2 separate regions of the Columba livia genome follow, and region 2 is linked to region 1. The links are chromatin contacts, called in public Hi-C maps. All regions are on one chromosome and are shown on one strand. The core of a region is the stretch at or near the end of the contact, and the rest is flanking DNA. Distances in the headings are between cores, read along the strand shown. Region 1 has its middle 30 kb from the start of ADGRF5. Region 2 holds the start of TNFRSF21 (TNF receptor superfamily member 21).

Region 1 (7,566 bases), core at 1,687-4,186:
TCAGTTGAACTGATTAACCAGCTCTAACAATGCTAAGAGATGCTGTGTGGAAGCAGAGGGAAGATGTGCAGGTGTGGGATGCGATGCGAAGATGTGCTGAGCATTGAGCTCATCCAAATAGAAACTCCATGGGGACCCAGGTCTATGTACTGGGGGACAGCGGCATGCCTGCTCACTGCAGCGATGGCGATGGACGACCTCCAAACCACCATGTGTCCCAGGAGAGCCACATGAGGTTTGATGGCACTTCACTTGTGCCATCTCCCCAGCTGACAGTGAGTGCAGGTACTTGGCATGGGACTTGAGCACCTACATCCCAAGAGGAGAACTAGCAAGGCCCACTCAGCCTTTTTATCAGAAATCAGAGAATAATTTGAGTTGGAAGGGACCTTCAAAGCTCATCCAGTGCCACCCCTGCCATGAGCAGGGACATCTTCACCAGATCAGGTTGCTCAGAGCCCCGTCCAGCCTGGCCTGGGATGTCTCCAGGGATGGGGCATCCACCACCTCTCTGGGCAACCTGGGCCAGTGTTTCACCACCCTCAGTGTAAAAAATTTCTTCCTCATGTCTGGCCTGAATCTCCCCTCCCTTTAGTTTAAAACCATCACCCCTTGTCTCATCCCTACAGGCTCAAATAAAAATGGTCATTTAATCTCCTCAGACTCCAGCCTGGAACTGGTGCTCAGGCTGGCACCAGTCATGGCAGCGTTGAGTACCACATATTGGGGCACAGGGACCACCCCTGGTCTTTAATGAAGAATTTCAGGTGCTTTAGAGATGTCACAGAGATTTCCCAGAGCTCAAAGATGAGGGTTGGGTCTATGGGGTGTTGTGGTGAGTATTACATTAAATAGGATTTTAATGTGGTAAAGTCAGCTTGCCAAATGCTCTGAAAACTAGCGAGCACATGAAAATCACTACTTACTCTGGTCAAAATAGACATTTCTTTCTATCTTCAGAAAAATGTGTCCTCAGGACGGAAATAGCTGCGCATTTAGAGATCGACGGTGGTAAGTTGCTGGCATTTTAACGCTGAAAATTACACCTTGTGCTTTTTAACAGAGCCTCAGGGAACAATGAGAATGAATGACGCAGAGGACAGACGCTGAGAGCCTTAATGTCACACTTGGGCCACTTCCCCAGCTTCTGCTGGAGCTGCCAGTGGGGAGCATATGGCCTTCCTCCAAAAACCACATGCAATTTATTGCTCTGATATTAAAGACTGGACTCTGAGCCTAAACATCACCCTTGGGGCAGCAGGGTGTAAATGCCACTTGCTGTAGGATTGTCACCAGGCCAGGGCAGCTCTTGGTGGGCATCGTGCTGTCACTATCAACCTGGAGGAGTTTGGGACCAGCCGAGCAGCACTCACACCTCTTGCAACCTCATCTAAGAAACACTAATTGTGCTGCGCTTGCTTGAACCTGAGCTCTATAATTAGCAGTGCTGTGTCAGCATGTGTTGAAGCTGCAGCATTAGTCACTCGGCTCATTTTCCAGGAGCTGCTGGGACTCCAGACAAATGAAGGGTTATTTTGGGTGACTCGGCCATCGTGCAGTTTCCCTGTGTCTGTCCATCCCTGCTGAGCACGGGTTTCCCCACCCTCCAACGGCAGTGGCGGATTTTTACAGTGACTAACCAGTCTGGGTAGCAGGTTTTGTATGGATAACCCACTGGGTGGCACTTGAGAAGGGAGCTGGAACCTGGCCTGGGGACCCAACCTCAGGGCAGTACTGAGTGCCAAGGTGGCTTAAGAGGGGTTCACCCAAAGAAAGGGTTTGCTGCCCTCAGGGGAAGTTTTTTTAACCCTGCAAACGTCCAAACCCAAACCAGAGCGTTGGGTGCACCTCAGCTAGTGTATGCTGGGATGAGCATCCCCAAATCGGTTAAGCCAGGCTAGTTCAGCCCGGAGAGGAGAAGGCTCTGAAGAGACCTTATTGTAGCCTTTCAGTACATAAAAGGAGCCTACAAGAAAGATGGGGAGAGACTTTTTAGCAGGACCTATTGTGAAAGGAAAAGGGGTGATGGTTTTAAACTGAAGGAGGGGAGATTCAGGCCAGACATGAGGAAGAAATTTTTTACAATGATGGTGATGAAACACTGTCCCAGGTTGCCCAGAGAGGTGGTGGATGATCCATCCCTGGAGACATCCCAGGCCAGGCTGGACGGGGCTCTGAGCAACCTGATCTGGTGAAGATGTCCCTGCTCATGGCAGGGGTGGCACTGGATGAGCTTTGAAGGTCCCTTCCAACCCAAACTGTTCCACAATTTTAAGTTGAATGCTATGTTAGGATGCAAACCAGCTGCTGTATCACTGCCTCTTCCACAAACACACATGTATTCATTTAAAATCCGACATGCCATCCTAGTTTGCTTCCTCCAGAAGGGTCTCAAATGGACCAGAGCACTGGTGGCTCAGAATGTCAGGCTCAGACCAAGACCCACATGGCAGCAAAGCATCATTGGAGTTGTTTATCCATGAGGATGATGTGGAGGAGTGCATTACTTTGGCAATGAATGCAGGAAAAAAGCCACCCCTAGACATTCCCACCCCACATCCTTCCACAGTGAGGTCCTCCAGGGATGCTGCTCTAGGATGCAGCAGGGGAAAGCAGAGCAATATAAGGGAGGAGAAAAAGATGGTAAAGATGAGGGTGAGTATGAGGCCACAGAAAACACAAGTTACTTTTGTTTTCCCCATCAAAAGGCTTTTTTTCCTCCACTATGGAATTGCTTGTATATCCAAGGGGCATGCTGAGCTTCTTCCATAGCACATGCCCATGCTCCTGAATTCAAAGATTATCTCTGTTGGTGACCTGACAGGATTTGGTCCCTGCTGGACCAGCTTCTATTTCCCTGCTAGATCCAGAAAACCTTGTAGGTTCACCTCTTTGGCATGTCATCCTGCACACTCATGGCACAACCGATTAGCTGCAGTTACTGAGTGAGTGTCACCCCCAATTTCTGTCATCATAGAAGGGAGAAATGCCAAGACTATTACATGTTTATTTTATTAGTGGCCCTATTTCTAGGCTAGCAGCAAGTCCAAGGCAGGTTTTGCAGAAGCCTGTGTGCTTTATCCCAGGCAACAAATCCTGACTCAGCCTATTACGTAAATTATTTATCACAATCACAGAAAGTCAGAGGAGACAGAGGCCAAATTAGTCCAGGCAGGGTGGTTGATGCAAGTGAAGTGAAAGCATAAGCAAATGTAGGGCCATGATGAAGGTTCCTGATTTCACAAGAGCAAAGCTCACAAACTAAGCATCACTAAAGCTTGGGTACAAATGCCACCAGTGTAAGGAACATCTGTGGCTCAGATCCGGCCCAGGGGAGCTCACACCCTCCCAAAGGTCACCTGCACACAGCTCCTGGGGGAGGGCAGGGCCATTGTCTTGTCCCTGGGGGAATTTGGATGGGGCCACCCCATGCAAGAGGATGAGAATTGATATTTCATACAGGGGGGATCACACCGTACCACTTGGAACTAGCACTGTTTTGCTTATTCTCCATCTCAAGGATATGAGGAATAAACAACAAGACTGCAAAGAATTAAAGTAACCAGCGTTTCCCAACAGCGAGGGCCCTCCCTTGGGTGTCCACAATGAAAGGGGAGAGGGGAGCAGTGGAAGCCAAGCTCACTGAATAGCATTGAACTTCAAGGAGCAAGATGACCTACCACCCCATGCAGAAATGAGGAGCTCAAGACAAAGCTAGAAGCAGCCCCAAAACATGGGCAGACATTTAATGAACATTTAACTTCATAGATTGCCATCCATTGATTAAAGTCAAGCAAAACTGTTACCTTGAGGGTGCCAGAGCCCTGTTACAGGCTGCCTGGAGAGGTGGTGGAGTCTCATTCTCTGGAGAGATTCAAACCCACCTGGACACATTCCTGTGTGATCTGCTCTGGTGAACCTGCTTTAGCAGGTGGGTTGGACTGGATGGTCTCCAGAGGTCCCTTCCAACCCCAACCAGTCTGTGATTCTGTGAAAAACAGGGAGGAAAGTTGGAGGGAAGCTGCAAGGAGAAGATCCCCAAGGTCAATGCAGAGGTGAATGTTATTTCACCTTTCATTAAAGATGTGTGCTGGTGGCACAGCACTGTGTTCACACATTGGATGCACCAAGGAAGACCCTGAGGTCTGGAGCAGCACCAGTGCCAGCCACAGTCCTGGTTTCCCACTCTGCAGTGGGCTGAGCTGGAGGGGACCCGGTGGGGAAGGATGAACTTGCTCACCCAAGAAAAGGGGGCTCTGGGTGTCAGTTCTTGATGGTTTAGCTATAGGAGCTGCTGAGATGATAGACTCCTCCTGACAATCAGGGGGCTGAACAGCTCTGCTGTGAGGACAGGTTGAGAGAGTTGGAGTGATGGTTTTAAACTAAAGGAGGGGAGATTCAGGTCACACATAAGGAAGAAATTTTTTTACAATGAGGGTGGTAAAACACTGTCCCAGGTTGCCCAGAGAGGTGGTGGATGCCCCATCCCTGAAGACATCCCAAGCCAGGCTGGACGGGGCTCTGAGCAACCTGATCTGGTGAAGATGTCCCTGCTCATGGCAGGGGTGGCACTGGATGAGCTTCCACCCCAAACTATTCTATGATTCTGTGATTCTCCACATTGCTGCTACAGGAGTGGAAACCTCTAGAGGCTTGGGGATGGGAACCCTTTAAATGATGAGGCACGAGTCAGAACTCTGAGAAAATCTGAGGGAATGGGATCACAGTCTTCAAATAACCTACAGGAGGGAGCCAAGGTGCAGACAGGGAGGGATAAACATCAGGCAGGGAAAATATTTAATTTAGCTAAAGGATCATATTGACACAAGACCAAAACAGGATTATCTGTCCGTGGATACATTTAATTAGAAGAAACTTCCCAGCCATTAGAGCAGAAGAGAGCAGAGGTGAGGAAAAAAAAAAGAAAGCTGTTTTCAAGCTTAAATGTCATTTTAAAAGGGAAATTATGTAAGATGGCAACAGCAGGGATGCCCCATTCTGACACCTCCTTTAGGTGGTCTGACTGCATCTTATCTGGTTAATTCATCTTTACTGTCCAGTAAAGAATTTTTTGGATGGTTCCCAGCCTGGCTTTGGCACAGGTCAAACAGTTCACAGAGCTTGTCCAAGCTGGGACTGGCAGGTGGGTGCTCCCTTCCTAGAAAGGGATTTGGCGGTGCCACCATCCTGGAGACTGGCATAGCACCAGGCCATCCTCTTCCCATTGCTGCCCGTCTCTGCACCGCCAAAAAAGGAAAACAAAAATTTAAAAAAATAATAATAAAAAATAAAACATAGATGAAATGCTTTATTTGCTATGTTGCATTTCATAAGCTTCTATTCCCTTCTCTCACCCCCCTGCCCAAAAAATGATAAAGTTATTGCAGCTTGTGGCCAGCTGCGATTTCCTGGTGTGAATCTCCAGCCACATGGAACCTCTCTGCTTGCAAAGCCCAGAGCTCTGCTCACCTATTTCAGGTCTTTTTCCCATCAATAGCCCTATGAGCTTCACTGCCACGACATGGCAGAGGGAAGGAGCAGCCCTGCCCTGGGGAGACAAGACAGGCTGGGGCAGGAGTGAGTGGTTTTCTCAAGGGGAAACAAGGGCAGACAATGAAGGACCATGTGCTCAGCTCCAGAGCTGGACATTCCTCCCAGCCGCACTTGGTGAGATGGGGCAAGAGGAAAGCAGATGGTCTAACCAGGGAGCTAGCATGGATTTATTTTCAGCTCAAAAACTAATTTAATAGGCAAATAATTACTCAAAAGCATGGTTTGGAAACCCTGCCTCCAACCCTCCCCATCTGCTGGGGCTCAGCACTTCAAACCCCAAATCTTACCCATATGCTCCCCGAAAGAGGCTGGTGGGGGGTCTGACAGGGTGACACTTGTCTCTGAATTTCACCCTGATTTATTTTCTGATCAGTTTGCTGATGGAGAGTTTCACTTCCATCCTTCAGTTTCCCCACCTGTAAAATGACTATAACGCTGCCAACCTCTACAGCAAGGTATCCAGCGCTCTGCTCACTGGGAGAGCTGTAGGATAACTAGTCATTCTTATAATAAATTATCACTAAAGAAGAAGCAGCAGTTACCATGAAAAGCACTCATCAGCCCATCGAAGCACCCAGGAAGATCAATGATTTAATCAATCTAATCCTCATGAAGTATTAGCCTGGAAAGCCCCGAGCTGCCAGAAACAAAGTCAGGCAGATTAATGTCCTGCCCACAGTCCTGTTGAGCCTGACAGGCCCTGGCGGAAGCTCCTGTGCCCAGAAATGTATTTTGAGGGTAGCATGCTTGAAGAGTAACTCATTCCCTTCAAATTAAGTTAAAGCAAAATTAATCTCAGCCATGATGGGAAGGAATAAAGAAATAATAAGAACAAATAATGAAAAATAACAAAAAAAAAATTGAATTGAATTTTAAAAAATTAAAAGAAAAATAAAACTCGCAGGGTAGCAATATTTTATAAATATCAGAGGAAAGACTGAATTCTGATTTTTAATTAGATCACTATTACCCATTAGTCAAGCAGTCAAAGCAAATCTGAGATGAAGAGATAAACATCTCTAACATTGCTTAAGTGATTTCAGAACCAGATACAAGAGCATTTTTGGCATCTAAAGAAAAGAGACAAGAACCTTGCCCAGCTGTAACAGCAGAAAGGTTGGTGCAAGTTTAGGAAACCCCACAAAGTCACCGACTGAGCTGCTGGCCAGCATCTTCACCAACAGCTGATCCAACATTATTTGGATGCTTCTGGTTTAATTCTGTTTGTTTTGTTTGGGGTTTTTTTGTTGTTGTTGGGTTTTTTTTGTTGTTTTCCTGGATTACATTGATTAACAAAATACTTGAGAAAGGGAGGGAAGCCGGGGATTACATTGATTAACAAAATACTTGAGAAAGGGAGGGAAGCTGGAAGAGAAAATTAAATGACAGCAGTAGGAAGGAAACTGTAAACCCCATAAATGCTCACATGGTGAAGCAGCAGCCATGTCCTAAAGGCTGGTTTGATAAACACGTCTGGAGGTGCCACCATGAAGCACGTACTCCATGAATACATAAATGATGACTCCTCTTATTTCTCCTTCATTTTCCCATTTCCTACCAGTTGCCCTGGAAACTCCTCTGTCATGGTACTCATAGGAGTGAAGTCCAAAAGAAGAAAACAGAGCTGCAAAGCCTTCATGACATAAAGCTTAAAGACTTAAAGCCCAGGGATAGGCATGGACCCCCTTGAATAGCCCCCGCATGCCATTCCGAGCCCACGGGGCATCCTTGGGCAGCATCGGCACCGTTTCCATGCAGGTTATTCACATGAAGGCTGCACAGATGTTTCCTCCTACGCAGGGACCGTGTTGCAATTCAGAGGCAATTAGTTGGTGGTAAAAGGAGCTGGAGGGCTGAATAACCTTCCGCAAAACACCGGGTGCTTTTCCAATCTGGAATGCAAGCAGCCACACTGGAGGGTTACAATTAATTTCTCATTAGGAAAAATTCCAATTTGGCAGGGGTAGGAGGAAAGTGTACCAGATACCTTATTCTTCTGCATGGAGCACTGCA
Region 2 (7,566 bases), core at 3,255-5,754, 44 kb after region 1:
GCAGGAGCTGACGAGGATCCTGCAGCGGCTGGGCTAATTACAGCACGTCAAATTAAAAACAAAAAGCGGGGCTGCCTTGGCAGGTGGCAAAGGCTTACAGGATGCACTCTATTTTTCCCCTCCTTAAGACATGATTTAACGAAGCGCTTAGCTGGCTCTAAGGAAGCCTGCTGCCCATAATCCTCATGACGCAACCCCGAATTAGCAAACCAGATACAGCAGGATCCCAGGGGGGTCACCTGTGTTATATTCATCCTCTTCCCCGCACCAGCACCAAACGGGACGGAGTGTCGGGAGAGGCTGGAAAAGCCCTGGTTCTCCTGCCATGGATGAGCTGCGTTGCCACCAGCTCAGATCCTGATTTCTCTCTCTGCATCGAGCCATACCCTGGGAAACACATCGACAACCCTGTTACAAGTATGTGCCACGGGTCCCATCCTGCTCTCCCTTTTCTGCTCATCTCCAGCATTTTTCCGTCACTCGTCTGCACAACCAAAGCCCGTGGGATCTGCGCTACTGTAACAGGACCGGGTTTGTTTTTCGGTTGGGTTTGAAGTTTCTTTTCAAACCTATCTCAAGCAAAGAGGTACTGGTGCTTTTGAACATCTCCAGATCTTCAGCTGCACAAGTGCTTCCAAGCCTAGGGACAACAGCAAGTCCCAGTGGAGGAAGGCTAAGCAGAGTTGAGCATCTACTACTTATCATAGAATAATTTTGGTTGAAAGAGACGTTCAAGGTCATCAAGTCCAACCATAACCTAACTCTGGCACTAAACCATGTCCCTAAGAACCACATCTCTGTGCCTTTTAAACCCCTCCAGAGATGGTGACTCCACTGGGCAGCCTGTCCCAATGCCTGACAAACCTTTTCGTGAAAAACTTTTTCCTGATATCCAATTTAAACCTCCCCTGGTGCAACTTGACACCATTTCCTCTCATCCTATCGCTTGTCACTTGGGAGAAGAGACAAACACCAAACCACTACAGAAAAAAAGGAATTGGTGCAATACAACACTAAAGAGCAGATTTGGTTTCAAGACGTTTCAGTGCTGTTCTCCATGCCCAACACAGGAGCAGGTCTCGACAATGAAGCCAAAAGAATCAAGAAGACGGGGTGACCACGATCCCAAAGAGCATCCCCAGTTGAGCATTGATGCCCTGCACCGCTCAGGCAAACGTGCTTCCCAGCCACTTCCACCTGTTCCAACATGTGGAGGTTTCATGGTACAAGGAAAGCAGAGCAGGCTGGGGAACACTCATTTTCACCTCCCACATCAGGGAAATGGCTCAGACAAGGGGACCTTCATGCTTGGCTGCAAACAAACCCTCGAGCCACAGCTGACATGGGCATGACCCACCTTACCACCCCCCAGCTTGATGTCCCCATCCCAATGGTTGCATGTAAGTCATGCCTCCATCACCCTCTTAATTAATTGCATGCTGCAAATGGGTAATTTGCACAGTTAATAGCTTTTAGGGGTCACAAGCTTCCTGGGCACACGCATGGGGGACGTGGCTGGCAATACAACAGCTCATTTGTGACCCAAACCCACTTGGTGGCCCGGTGAGGCACAACACCAGGAGAAAGTTGGTAGAACTACAGGCATTTGTGTCCTGAAACAGCGTGACACCTCCAGGCAGTCACAATCTCAGGTTGTGTACAGTGCCACCCTGCTGCCAGCGCACCGATAAACCCAAAAAATATATTAAAAAAGACAGGTCATCACAGGACACTTGACCGTGGTAGAGAATAGCAGGGCCAGAGAGCTGTAAGACAGTACAGACCAACAGTGCTAAATTAATACTCTGGGGAACTGTTTCTGAGCAAAATTAGCAGATTGGTAGAAATGGCAGCTGGCTCCATGGCAATGCCTTGGCACAGGTCAGGAATGGGCTGCACAGCCCTTCCCAAAGGTCAGCTGCACCATCCGCCGATCAGCACCGGGAAATCTCTTGCGACATTTAAGGAGGAAAAAAATAATGAAGTGAACCCAGAAAGCCAAATAAACAGATCTGGAAGTTTTACGGTAACTTTGCAGCCGGGAGGAGCCCACCTCCTGCCCCGCTCACCGTAAAAAGGATCAAGTTACCCTCTCTGAAAAAAGTTGCCTGTGAGGAGAGCACCAAGAAACAAAACAATTTTCTGCTTCTTGCAAAGCATCCAGCCATTTCAGCTGGTTTGGGGTTTGTGAAACCAAGAGTCCAGGGCTTACCCTGCTCAGCAGTCCCTTTATTACATCTCGAGAGCAAAATGCAGGCAGCCGACTGTGCCAAAACGGCAGCACCGGCACATCTGGTCCCCATGAAGGAAAACCCAGCAGCTGTTCCCGCAGCCAGAGCCAACCGGAGCTCACAAGAATCCCCGGCAGCCACAGTTCTGCTCCAAGCAGATGAAATGCCCAGGGTCCCCAAACCTCCAAATCAAAGCAAGGTGACATCGTGCTGGGTATCAGGGGAGATATTGGAAACTATCTTGCAGCTGCTGGTGGACACCCAAAGCCCACGCCAAGCAAGGGAAACCACAACCAACACCAACCTTATGCAACCGCTGCCAAGCAGCTATCGCTCAAAAAACAGCCAGGCAGATTTGGGTTTGCTGCACCACTAAGAGACCCACCAAGTATTGATTTGAAGTTACTTCCCTCGGGCTGGAAAAACATTAACTCTTTGTGGTGCTAAAGGGAGTTGCCCAAAATTTTGAAGATGAAGATGTCAAATGAAGAAACTCTGGCCGTTGGCCAAGGGAGCATCCTGCCAGCATACGAGCCAACGGGAATTTTGTCTTACAGCTCGTTTGCTCGTACAATCAGCACACGCCAAGTGTGAGTAACACGCATGCACAAGCAATGCACATTTACTCAGTCTTGGCTTCATTTTGCAAAATTGCTGTTGCATTTCCCTATACCTTTTTATCAGGGGCGTCAAACTCATTTTCACCGGTGGACGCGTCAGCCTTGCGGTTACCTTCCAAGGGCCAAATGTAATTTTAGGACTGTATAAACATAACTACTCCTACATTTTTACAGCCCTAAAATTACATTCGGCCCTTTGAAGGCAACCATGAGGCTGATGCAGTCCCCGGTGAAAATGAGTTTGACACCCCTGCTTTATATCACTCTGTTTTCCCCCTCCCCCCTCTTCTATACCCGCAATTCTCAGCTGACCTCCAGGATCCCGGCTGGAGCTCCATATCTCAAGCTTCCCATCAGCATCTCATCTTCCAGATGTGCAGCAGCGCTCGCCTCTCCCAGTGGGAAACCAGTGCTCGAGAGCACCCGGCCAGCACCGCGCTGCTTCGCTACTGCGTGAAGTCACCCTTCACCTTCAAAGCAACGAGGCTGTTTCCCAGCTAATGCTCTCTCAGCTTTAGATTATTTTTTGTTTACCCGGATTCCTGCCGAGCCAGCACCAGCTTGCTAAGATCCACCTTGAGTTCAAGAGCAAGTGCACTCCTCGGTTACACAACCCAGCCGCAGCAGCTGCGGCGTGTGCCTGACACACCAAATTACCATCTCTCGCCAAAAAGACAGGATGTAGCTCTGAAATGCTGACTGGGAAGGGCTCTATTTGGAAAGGTAAACCTGAGGGTGAACCCAGAGGAAAAACATTTCTGTGTTAAGCCAGGGCGGCTGCCTGCAATTAGTGTTGGTGGTGAGTTCTGCTGCCTGTCCAAGGGGTGGCAAGAAAAGCAGCTGGGAGGGAGAAATGGATGGATGGACAGACTCCAAAACAGTGCTGAGCTTAGGGAACAGGGCAGGGGGGTGAAGCAAGGATCCGCTCAGACCTCGAGGTGCGGCACAGCCCTGGATGAAACCTCTGGGGAGAATGCCGCCCTTTGCTGCCTGCAGTAAAGCAGGGATGGAGGGGATGGAGCCGGCGGACAGAGAGGATGGAGCCGGGGATGTCAGACCCAGCCAGTGCCCGCTGGCAGGGTTGGGGGCGCGGGGGCTGGGGCAGGCAGCACCGCCGGGGTGGGCACTGGGGAGCACCGCACACCACACGGCACGGCGGACGGCGGAGGGGGGGCAACAGGATACCCAAATATACACATATCCCCCCAAAACACACCCCTGCCCACCCGCCCCAAACCAGCCGAGCAGCACGCACCCCACGCGCGGGCGGGCAGCGCTGCACTGCAGCACATCCCCACCCCCCCACACCGCGGATCTTGCGCGGGCGGCGCCGCAGGGACGGACCGACACCCCCCCCCCCGCTCCGCGCACACACACACTCAACACTCACCGTGAGGAAGCCGGCGAGCCCGGCGGCGCTCCGGCACGCCGCGGCGGCCCCCATGGTGGCGGCTGGAGCCGGGGCCGCCGCGCAGCGCGGAGGGGCTGCGGGCGAGGCGCTGCCCGTCCAGCCGCGCTGCCTCAGGCGGCGGGGCGCGGGGCCGGCAGCAGCCGGCGGGGGCAGGCGCCCATGGCGGCGGGCCGGGGCCGGGCGGGGGTGGCCCTGCCGCCCGCCGCGCTCCCACCTGCCTGCGGGGCCGCGGGCTGCGCTCTGCCGCGGCGGGGCGGCGCGCACGTGGGGCGGCGCGGCGGGGCGGGGCGGCCTTTGTGGCGTCACCGGCCGCGCAACGGCGCCCCCCCCGCGCTGCGCGGCGCAGCGCACACGGACCCCCCACGGCTGACACTGCTTGCATGTGGGCAGGGACAACAACCCCAGTATAAACTGGGGAATGACATGTTAGAGAGCAGCGTAGGGGAAAGGGACCTGGGGGTCCTGGTGGACAGCAGGATGACCATGAGCCAGCACTGGGCCCTTGTGGCCAGGAAGGCCAATGGTACCTGGGGTGCATCAGAAGGGGGTGGTCAGTAGGTCAGAGAGGTTCTCCTGCCCCTCTACTCTGCCCTGGGGAGACCATACCTGGAATATTGTGTCCAGTTCTGGGCCCCTCAGTTCCAGAAGGATAGGGAACTGCTGGAGAGAGTCCAGTGCAGGGCAACAAAGATGATGAAGTGGAGCATCTCCCTTATGGGGAAAGGCTGAGGGAGCTGGGGCTCTTTAGCTTGGAGAAGAGGAGACTGAGGGGTGACCTCATTAATGGTTACAGATATATAAAGGGTGAGTGTCACAAGGATGGAGCCAGGCTCTTCTCGGTGACAACCAATGATAGGACAAGGGGCAATGGGTTCAAACTGGAACACAAGAGGTTCCACTTAAATTTGAGAAGAAACTTCTCAGTGAGGGTATCAGAACACTGGAACAGGCTGCCCAGGGGGGTTGTGGAGTCTCCTGCTCTGGAGACATTCAAAACCTACCTGGACACATTCCTATGTAACCTCATCTGGGTGTTCCTGCTCCGGCAGGGGGATTGCACTGGATGAGCTTTCGAAGTCCCTTCCAAACCCTGACATTCTGTGATTCTGTGTGATACCCCCCCACACTCCCTCACCTCATAGTCCATGTGCGGCCACCTAGGAACTGCACACAGCTTGGAAACTCCGCAGCGCCCTGCAGCACCGCGTCCCTCGCTTTCCCCAAGCAGTCTACATGGCTTTCCTCACCGGTGTAGCATCCCCCCTGCCTGGCTGTCCTTGGGGTGTGTGAAGCCATGGGGCTGGAGGTGATGCTCACAGGGGCTCTGCCAGAGCGAGCAACTGGCCCTGCTTCCCCTAGCCCATCCTTGTGCTGGGAATCTGCACATTGAGCGTGCGGAAAACGGGGGCCCCATTGGTGCACCTACTGCCTGTCCCTCTGTGCTGGGGTTCGGTTTTGGGACCCTCACTACAGGAAAGACATTGAGGTGCTGGAGTGAGTTCAGAGAAGAGAAATTAAGCTGGTGAGGGGTCTGGAGGACAAGTGGGATGAGAACCGGCTGAGGGAACTGGGGCTGTTCAGCCTGGAGAAAAGGAGACTGGGGGGAGACCTTGTCACTGTCTACAACTAGGAGGTTGTAGCATGGAGGGGGTTGGTCTCTTCTCTCAAGTAACAAGCCATAGGATGAGAGGAAATGACCTCAAGTTTCACCAGGGGAGGTTTAGATTGGATATCAGGAAAAAGTTTTTCACAAAAAGGTTGTCTGGCACTGGAGCAGGCTGCCCAGGGAAGTGTTGCACTCACCATCCCTGGAGGTGTTTAAGTTAAGTTTAAGTTAAGTTAAGTTTAAGTTAAGATGCATAGATGAGGTTCTTAGGGACATAGTTTAGTGCCAGAGTTAGGTTATGGTTGGGCTCTATGATCTTTAGGGTGTCTTCCAACCAAAATGATTCTATGATTCTCTGCAGCATTGCCTACTTCCCACCTACCTGAAACCCTAGGGATGGAAGCGCTGTGTAGGACTGCAAAGGAAATTATTTTTTGCTTTGCCTCTACCTCATATTGCTTTGGGCTTTGGGCTTTTGGGCTTTGTTTGCTCTCCCTCCATTGTCCTCCTTAAAAATGGGGTGGGAACAGCTCCTCTTCCCATGGTAGTTTTTCTCAAGTGGAGCTCAGCCATCCTGAGGCTGCTAACATGTAAAAACTGCAGGGCAGTGAGTGTTCAACAGCATCAGTTTTTGGGGTGGGATTTTTATGTTCCTTTTTATTCTTGTTCTGCAACTCAGACTAGATATAAGGAAGACATTTTTTATTATGAAGGTGATAAAACACTGTCCCAGGTTGCCCAGAGAGGTGGTGGATGCTGCATCCCTGGAGACATCTCAGGCCAGGCTGGACAGGGCTCTGAGCAACCTGATCTGGGTGAAGATGTCCCTGCTCATGGCAGGGGTGGGACTGGATGAGCTTTGAAGGTCCTTTCCCACTGGAAGCTGAGGGTGGCCACAGCACAAGCAGCATCTGAACAGGCTGTGCAGGGCATGGTGCTGGTCACAGTGTCCATCAATGGCCATGGCAAGTGATGGAAACGGGTCCAGGTCTATCCAGGGAGTCAAGAGGAACAGGAGATGGGGTCAGAGACAGGATTAGAAAGGCTGGAACATAATTCCAGGGTCCTTTCAGGAGACAGGAACAGAGATGATGCCTCAGGATGGGTCCAAGGTCTGACCAGGAGACAGGGGCAGGGGTGGGGGAGGCCCCAGGTAAGGCTGATCAGGGCCTTCAAGGCTTATGAGTGCACTGAATCAAGGCATTATATGCCTCTCTACATAACTGGTTGTCTACTGAGGAAAACATTCAAATAATTGATTTCCAGAGCCTGCAGAAATCCTGTTGACCAACAGTCACATTCTGGAGGCATCCTGAAGGCAGATGGAACAAGGGAGGCTTTCAGTGCCATGTCAAATTGAACAGCACAAAATCCCCATGAATGACAGAAAATCTCAAAAAAAAAAAAAAAAGGAAAAAAGGTGGTGTGATATGAGTTTCATCCAAGCCCTTCTGAAGCCCATGAGAAGCCTCCTCTTGATTTTAGGGAGATTTGAATCCAGCTGGAAGGCTCCCCTCCTAGCCAAAGTGGACTTTTTCTCCCTGTACTCTCTCCATATCTAATCTTGGAAGGGAGCTAGAAGACAGCAACGACCCTTGGGAGCCTGGGAATGAGCCTGGAGAAGAGCTTCCCTCCCAGAGATGGGGTAGCAGTGGCAGGACGGCTGTTCCCAGGGGGGAACGAGCCAGACTTGTGTCA

The links. A called contact is a pair of places that touch in the nucleus more often than the background predicts.
Region 2: a Hi-C map of crop shows a contact between it and region 1, with 2.6 times the contacts expected there. The contact joins the promoter of TNFRSF21 here to the enhancer-like site in region 1. A contact is called at or near these places in 2 of 2 Hi-C or Micro-C datasets (crop and liver).

The regions. Positions count from the first base shown.
Region 1 is chr3:7,076,370-7,083,935 of bColLiv1.pat.W.v2, forward strand. No RefSeq gene overlaps it. Among named protein-coding and RNA genes, the nearest start is that of ADGRF5, 30 kb to the left of the region's middle. Within about 2 kb of position 2,937, at least 1 of the 3 cell types and tissues checked has an H3K27ac peak away from gene starts, as active enhancers do.
Region 2 is chr3:7,119,088-7,126,653 of bColLiv1.pat.W.v2, forward strand. TNFRSF21 (TNF receptor superfamily member 21) reads right to left here and starts at 4,505. Exons shown (of 7, transcript XM_065055732.1): 1 at 4,242-4,505. The coding sequence starts at 4,295.